Linked DNA regions of Anas platyrhynchos: region 1 is linked to region 2. Evidence: chromatin contacts called from public Hi-C data. All regions are on one chromosome and are shown on one strand. Each heading gives the region's core, a stretch centred on a gene start, on an enhancer-like site or on the middle of the called end of the contact. The rest is flanking DNA. Distances are from core to core; before and after follow the strand shown.

What was found. A called contact is a pair of places that touch in the nucleus more often than the background predicts.
Region 1: a contact with region 2 is called in a Hi-C map of F1 follicle, with 4 times the contacts expected there. The contact joins the promoter of PTPRM here to the enhancer-like site in region 2. A contact is called at or near these places in 2 of 8 Hi-C or Micro-C datasets (F1 follicle and subcutaneous adipose tissue).

What each region holds. Positions count from the first base shown.
Region 1 is chr2:51,234,644-51,238,395 of IASCAAS_PekinDuck_T2T, reverse strand. It overlaps PTPRM (protein tyrosine phosphatase receptor type M), which reads left to right and starts at 2,203. Exons shown (of 32, transcript XM_027452030.3): 1 at 2,203-2,640. The coding sequence starts at 2,568.
Region 2 is chr2:50,786,090-50,789,412 of IASCAAS_PekinDuck_T2T, reverse strand. The region is part of intron 22 of PTPRM (protein tyrosine phosphatase receptor type M); the gene reads left to right. Among named protein-coding and RNA genes, the nearest start is that of RAB12, 60 kb to the right of the region's middle. Within about 2 kb of position 1,747, at least 2 of the 8 cell types and tissues checked have an H3K27ac peak or open chromatin away from gene starts, as enhancers often do. A contact at or near this core is called in F1 follicle and subcutaneous adipose tissue, where this site is marked.

The sequences.
Region 1 (3,752 bases), core at 954-3,453, 450 kb before region 2:
GATGCAAATTATCTGTTTGCCAATAAGAAACAATCAGTAAAATTATTTTATTTTATTTTCTGCAGATGCTTCCAATCCTCTTCCAAGTCACAGCTTAGCTCTTAATGAATTCTCCTGAAGGTTTTCCTGGAGCCAAACCACTAGCGAGTATGTTTTATGCCTAAAGTTTTCTTGATGTTCTAATTCTTTTTTTTTGGTACTGATTCTGGACTGTTTTCATACACACTCTGGTATCAAAACTCAGTGAAACACAGCTAATGATTGCTGATCAGCCATGTGTGACCAGTGTTTTATGTTGTTGTCTTAGCTATTCCCCAAAGCTTAACTGTTTCGTTGATTTATTTTATTGAAAACAGAATGATTATGTCTTTGAAGGTCAATGACTTCATTCCTACTGCTTCTATAACTGTGACCATTCTTACCTACTCTTTCACAGAACTTGCTGACTTTCTGTATCATCCTCTGTAAGCTAACATTAGAGAGCAGTGAATATTGGCATGAAGTTTTCATTTCCCTGTCAAAAAGATAGGTCAGAGGTAAGGTTGTACGTCTGAACATGATACTTTATCATACTGTGTTAAGACTGACATTAGCTGATTAGAGCTAGATTTTTTATGTGTTTCTGGTCGTTACAACTAGAGAGAAGTCATCAGTAGCATAAGAACTAGTTTAACCGTAGATTTTTTAGTGTCAAATCTATTAGTAGATACATTTGAAAATTTAGTGTAAGTTAAATTACTTAGGAGACTTACTAAGTTTTTAAAAACAGTTCTGTAGCTGCACAAGGAACATTTCCAAGACTAGCTAGACTTTCTAACGTAGAGATGCTGTAACTGCAGCTTTTAGAGAGCATACAATTTGCATAAATTATGCACGGGAGAAAAAAAAAAAAGTAGAATTATTATTAAAAGAAAAAAAAGAAAGAAAGAAAATAGCATAGGTTATCAAGGTCTGGGGGGATTAAGAACTTTTCTGGGAGGAGGTGGGAGGCGCAGACAACTAGGAAATTCCAGGCAATTAATAGACGAAGAAAACGCTCACAGTTCAAGGGAAAAGTCTGACGTCAGGAAAGACAACAATTAATGCTATTCTGCCCCCTTGTGTTAACTCAGGAGGTAGCTGCTGCCTTTACACCCCACAGATCTGAAAAAGTTCACGTCCCTTCGTGGAGATGGCATCAGGTTAACACGGGCATTGCTAAACCAGTGCCCTGACAGCAGAGAGGCTGGGGGGCTCGCAGGAGGGGACGGAGCTGAAGGGCCTAACTTTGAAGAGGATGTGTTCTGTGTAAATATAGTACAGGATACGGATACATCTTTGATATGCGCTGTAAGTTGCAGAACTGCATGGGGGATGGGTTAAGGCTTCAGTGGCAACGGGATTGAAGCTAAGCACACATGAGGGTATCGTAAAAGAAAACAGAGGACCCGCTCTGGAGAAAACAGGCAACGCAGAACCCGAGCTTTTGTGGTTTTTATTTGCCAGCTCCAACCCTTAATTGCAGCACTACTTTGATTCTTGTTTCCACCGTTTTGTTTGTGACCCCGGGGAATAAACAGGAGTTAAGTTTGGCCAGCCACCTGCACCTGAAATAAAACAAGCAAAGAAACAAACAAATAAATAAGCTTTAGCTGAAAGTGATGATAGCCAACAAAAACACCTCCACCCCTAGATGCCAAGTTCGGAAAGGTTTAAAACCAATACACACATTATCGAGGTGTCTGAAGGTTGGGGACTCCAGGAGCCGCATCCCCCAAACGGAGAGGGCTGCGGAGTAAAAACCCGGGCCCCTCAGCGTGCAAGGGACGAAGGCAGCTCCGTTTTGAAAGGATTTTCCTCTCGGTTTGAAGCGTGGCCCCTCCGAGCCCATTTCCCACCCCCGGCAGGGCTGTGGGGCGGGCGGGCTGCCAGGGGCGCCCTAAGCAGCCGGGGCGAGGCGCTCAACTTTCAGGGCACGCGTTTGGGGGCTCGGTCCCCCGGCACCATCCCCGTCCCCGTCCCTGTCCCCATCCGGGACAGGAGCTGCGGGGCAGGGGGGGGGCGACGCCGCGACCCCCGGAGCCGCCCGCGGCGCCCGGCCCGCACCGCCTCGCCCTCTAGCGGGGCCGAGCGGCGCCGCCGCCGGCTGGGCGTGACTTTCCCCGCTCCCTTCAGCCCGCCCGCCTGCCGGGGGGGACCGCGAGTCAGTCAGGGAGCCGAGCTCAACCGGGACCGGCGGCGGCGCCGGGCGGGGAGACGCCGGCATTACGGCTGCCCCCCCCCCCTCCAACACACCCGCCCCGGCCACCGGGCTCCGGGCAGCGGGAGCCGGCGGGGAGGCAGCCCCCGGGGTGAGGGCAGCGGGCGGAGGAAGGCACCGCGGGGTCCCCGAGCCCCTCTCCGGGCACCCCGAGGAGCCGGAGGGGACGAGGAGCGCACGGAGCGGCTGCGGGGAGCCCCGAGGGGGAGTCCCGGCCGCCCCCTCCCCGCCTGCCCCAGCGGCTGGAGGGGGGCGAAGGGGGGAGCCTCCTACTTTTTGGCAGACACTTTGGCACTTTGCTGGATCCGCGGCAGGAAGGGGTGGAAATATGGGGAAAGTTGGGACTTGCCTGCTTACTTTGGCCGGACTTTTGCTGGCAGCGGGAGCGCAGACGTTCACAGGTAAGGGTCGGGGGGGGGGGGGGACACATTGCCTTGGGTTCCTCTCTCCTCACCCCCCACCCCCGGCGGGGCTGACACTTCGTAGCCGCTTTTTAAACGGGGGAAAAACAGAAAAAAACAGCAACAACAACAAAAGTGTCTGCAGGAGGAGGAGAGGAGGCGGCGGGCGGGATGCCGCTGGCGTGCGCCTGGACGGGAAGGGCGCCGAGGGGAGGGGAGGGAAGGGCGAGCGGCCGGCGGGGTCGGGCCGGGCCGTGCCCCGCTCGGGCTGCGGCTCTTCCCCGCATCCCCCTTGCCAAAAGTTTCCCCCTGACCCCTGCCGGGGAGGCTGAGGGGCGAGGGGAGCCCCCCACGGGCAGCCCCCGCCGTCGGGCGGCCGCGACACGGCGGGGTCGCAGCTTTGGGGGACCCCCCCCGTGCGTGGGGCTGGCGGGGCTGGCAGCCGGCGGAGCGGCGAGCCCCTCTTCCCTCGGGTCCTCGGGTGGGTTTTCGCAGCCCCCCGCTGCTCCCCCGTCCTTTTTCCGTGCCGAAGAAACCCGTAATTTCAGACGGGAATCCGGGTTGTGAAATCCCCTTCGCAGCGGAGCGCGCAGAGCTCGCTCCGGGGAGGGGGGGGGGGAGGGATGTGTGTGTGTGTCGTGGGCTGTTTCCAGCACGAAGTTGCTGCAAAGTACGGTGAAGAAATTGAAGACATCTGGTCCTCAGCTCATGAGAAGTCAGCTTCGGTGGGGAGCGAGGCTTGGAGGCTTCGCTGGGTGCGCAGGCTGCTTGCCGGGTGTTTTGGGCGCACGCCGTGCTCCCGTGCGGCTCTGTGGCTACAGCAAGTTTTATTGGGGGGGGGGGGGGGGGGGAGGTAGAGAGTTCGTGGTCTGCTTTTAAACTCGTTTAAAACTAGAAAAATCTGGGTTTATGTCAGGTCCCAGCGACCTTTTGTGTATGCAGCTGCATTTCCCTTAAATTCTCCGCCGCGTTTTTTACTGCGGGTGAGACAGAGGGCTCCTGAGCAGAGAGATGTTTAGCACCGAGATGAGATATACGAATGATGAAATCTTTTTCCAAACAGTCGTGGTAGGACGAAGCTGAGCTCTGTAGTGAATTATGGAACTGAACTC
Region 2 (3,323 bases), core at 498-2,997:
TATCTCATCTTGTGATGAACATCTGTATTTTTTGGCAACATGTTAGGATGTAAATGTGGGGTGTATCTGAACAAACTCTCAGTTATAGTTCTGCTCAGATGAGATTTCAAAATTATGTTTTCTACTTTGTGGCCGGTATTTACAGTTATGATAGCAACTGTGTGGAAAAAAAAAATCTAATGCATTTAATATTCAGTTTTGGATTCATGTATCAATTATTTAGCTAAACCTTCTGTTAGTAGTTTTTTTGTAAAATATGTACCAAATGTTTATAAAAAGGGAAAGAGATTCATCAAGACACAGTAGCTAAAGCTGTGCTAAAAAGAAAAAATGAACAAACATATGTTGCCAGCAATGTTTCTCATATTTGATGAATAAAACCATATTCTATTTTGTTGCAATTGTCTTTCCCTGTACAAACAAAAGCCCTGGTCCAATAAACATTTATAAGTGTGATTTCAGTTTACACTATTTAATCTGATTTTTTCTTTAAGACCCTTTCCTCTTTATTTGAGAATCCCTGGAGGGGATAGGAAACTGGTCTTTAAGCATTTGCTTAACTTTTGGCTCATCAGGAGTCCACAGAGTTCCCATGTCTAAAGCTCAGCACGTGCAGCAGCATTGCAGAACAAGAGCCAAAACCAAAAGTAGGAAGAAAGCTCAATTTTAATTATTTTTTTTAAAAGTGGGGAGGAAGAAAAAAGTTGTTTTTTTCCTCACAGTGAGTGAATCAGTTAGTGTTGGTCTGTGGCTACGACTGCGGCTCTGGCACCTTTCCCACAGCTGTTACAGCCCCAATTCCACTTGGGAGAGTTTTCAGGAAATTGTGTTGTCATGGATCCTTCTGCTCTGCTCCAGTCTGCTCCATGCCCCAAATCCCCTGTGCAGTACTGTATCCCCTATGGGCACAAGCTGCAGGAGGCTATAACTTCTGTGCAACATCCCCCCAGTGCTTCCCTAATTATTCCATTGGATCATCTTAAATAAAGTTTTTAAAAAAGGGGGAAACAAATCCAGCAGTTGAGGCATAAGAAGGTGGGGACTACTGTGCTTTTCTAAATTGGTCTTTCTAAATGTTCCCGGTTCTTAGTCATAATCCAGACTGTCTAGACTTACCAAGTTAGAAACAGGCATGTTTTCCTTCAAGGCTGAGCAATTTAATTCAGCTAGGGTGTTGTGTTTTTTTTTTTCCCCTGATTGTTTATTTTACTAAACTGGAATTGTTTGAGGATGGCAGGCACCCATCAGAAAGAAACAAGAAACAGAAAGACGTGCTGATGAGTGGTGCTGTTACCAGGACCACCGCAGCAGCTGTTTCCTCGGTACGTGCGTTGGCCGTGTTTGCGTGGTTCATGTTCCACCTATGGAAAGGATCACTGAGCAGGCAGGAAGAGGAAATTGGCTCCAGAGACGGGGTGCTCGGAGGGCTGCTCCAGGCCAGAGGCAGCATGAGTCGCCTTATTCTGCATGCAGAGTAAAAAAAAATCATCTTTAGTCGTAGGTGGGAAAGCCCTGTTTCAGAGGGTTCCCAGCAGTGACCGTAAAGGCTCAGTTTGCTGGCCTAAGGGATTTGAACAATGTCAATTGTCTGGATTCTTTTGACAATACAAACAAAACAATGAGCATTCAATGCGTTTCACTTAGCTTCTATCAGAGAGTTTTTGGAAATATGTCTAAACAGGATAAGATCTGAATAAATATCAAGTAGACGCAACAATAGATAGCAGTAGCAGCTACGAAACTGCTTGCAGCAACATTTAATGCTTTTAAAATGGTTGTTCATTGCTTATCGCTGATAGATGTGCTTGGGAGGGGAACACGCATTTGCCAGCGATCCTGAGGTTTAGGGATTGTCCCTCAGTGTGCCAAGGGGCCCTTGTCTGATGGAAACCATCTTCTGCAAACTGATGCCCTGCCTGGTTTTGTGCCCTTCAAGCCTCTCCCTATGGAAGGCAATTGTATAACCTGGTGTTTGCAAATTGTCCTGCAACTGTGCTGAATACCAGATGAAATGTGAAGAAAATAATTGTATTTATGTATTTATTCATTTATTTGTAGCTGATACTAATGTGGTTACTGGGTCTGAAGACAGGCATAGAGAAATAAATAAAAACCTGCTTATAGCTGCCTGAACTTCAGATCTGCTCTCAAGGAGCTTTCCCTCAGCTCTGTAAGCAGGAGTGAGCTGTCAGGATGCTTGTACAGCTCCGTGGCTGAGAGCCAGGCCTCACAACCAGAGTGTTATGATGAACTCTTTTACCTGGGAAGGATCCTGATGTAGGGCTGTGTTTTTCCATCCCTAACACAGTTTTATTCAGATTTAAATTTTATCCTGCTAACAAGTCAGGAGAAGGGTCAGAGCTACTTTGCCCTGACAGACTTCTGAGGCTATCAGCTAATGTTGCCTGTTTGCTGTCCAGACACTAAAGAAGGGTTATAGGTGATGATCAGCTACATCACTAGAAACTACTGTGATAAAGCACTTTCTTCTGCCCAACAGGACAAGGTTCAGCTGCATAATCCTTTATACACTGAACCTGGATTTGGTGTAAATAAATCACTTGAATTGTGCTTTACAGTTTTCACTGTATGCTTATATGTACATACTTCAGTTTTATCTTTTATTCATGACTAGACATGGTAATAATCTGAATATTTTGGCATGAAAAGGGGTTTGAGAAATGTTCTAACAGTTATGAAGTTTAATTTTTTGTTTTCTTTTGCCATTTTCCATCCAAATTTGAAGTCTGTGTTTTGACCCAGCAAATTTAAGTGTATATTTAAGCAAACCTGTGGATTTACATGTATTGAAAGATCAGTTTTAAATTTTCCCTTCAGTGAGAAAGAGAGAGAAAACGCTGCAAGCAGCAGATGTGTAACAGATGCTACTCCTAGCCCATACTGCACTACTGGACAATGGCCAGGTGCAGTGATGATAACATAGCTATTACCGTGATACAGCAGAATGAAACAGATACAAAAGCAATGTGTTAGCTTCCCCACCCACCGTCTTGCCCACCCAAATGAGAAGGAGGAGAATATTCTTAACTGTGTCAGCTAACTACATTGAAATATTCAATCCCCACAGCTACCTGCTTTAGGCAATAACAGAGTCCATGCTTCCTTTCTGAACATGCTAAATATTGTGAAGTTCATCCCATCTAGATCACACCGGGGCGCAGAAAATCTTAAATACATTTTGTAAAAGCCACCTTCTTTCCATCTGTGACGCAGACTTGGGGGTATTGGTGGATGAAAAACTGAATATGAGCCAGGAGTGTTGTGTTTGCAACCCAGAAAGCCAACCATATCCTAGGCTGCAT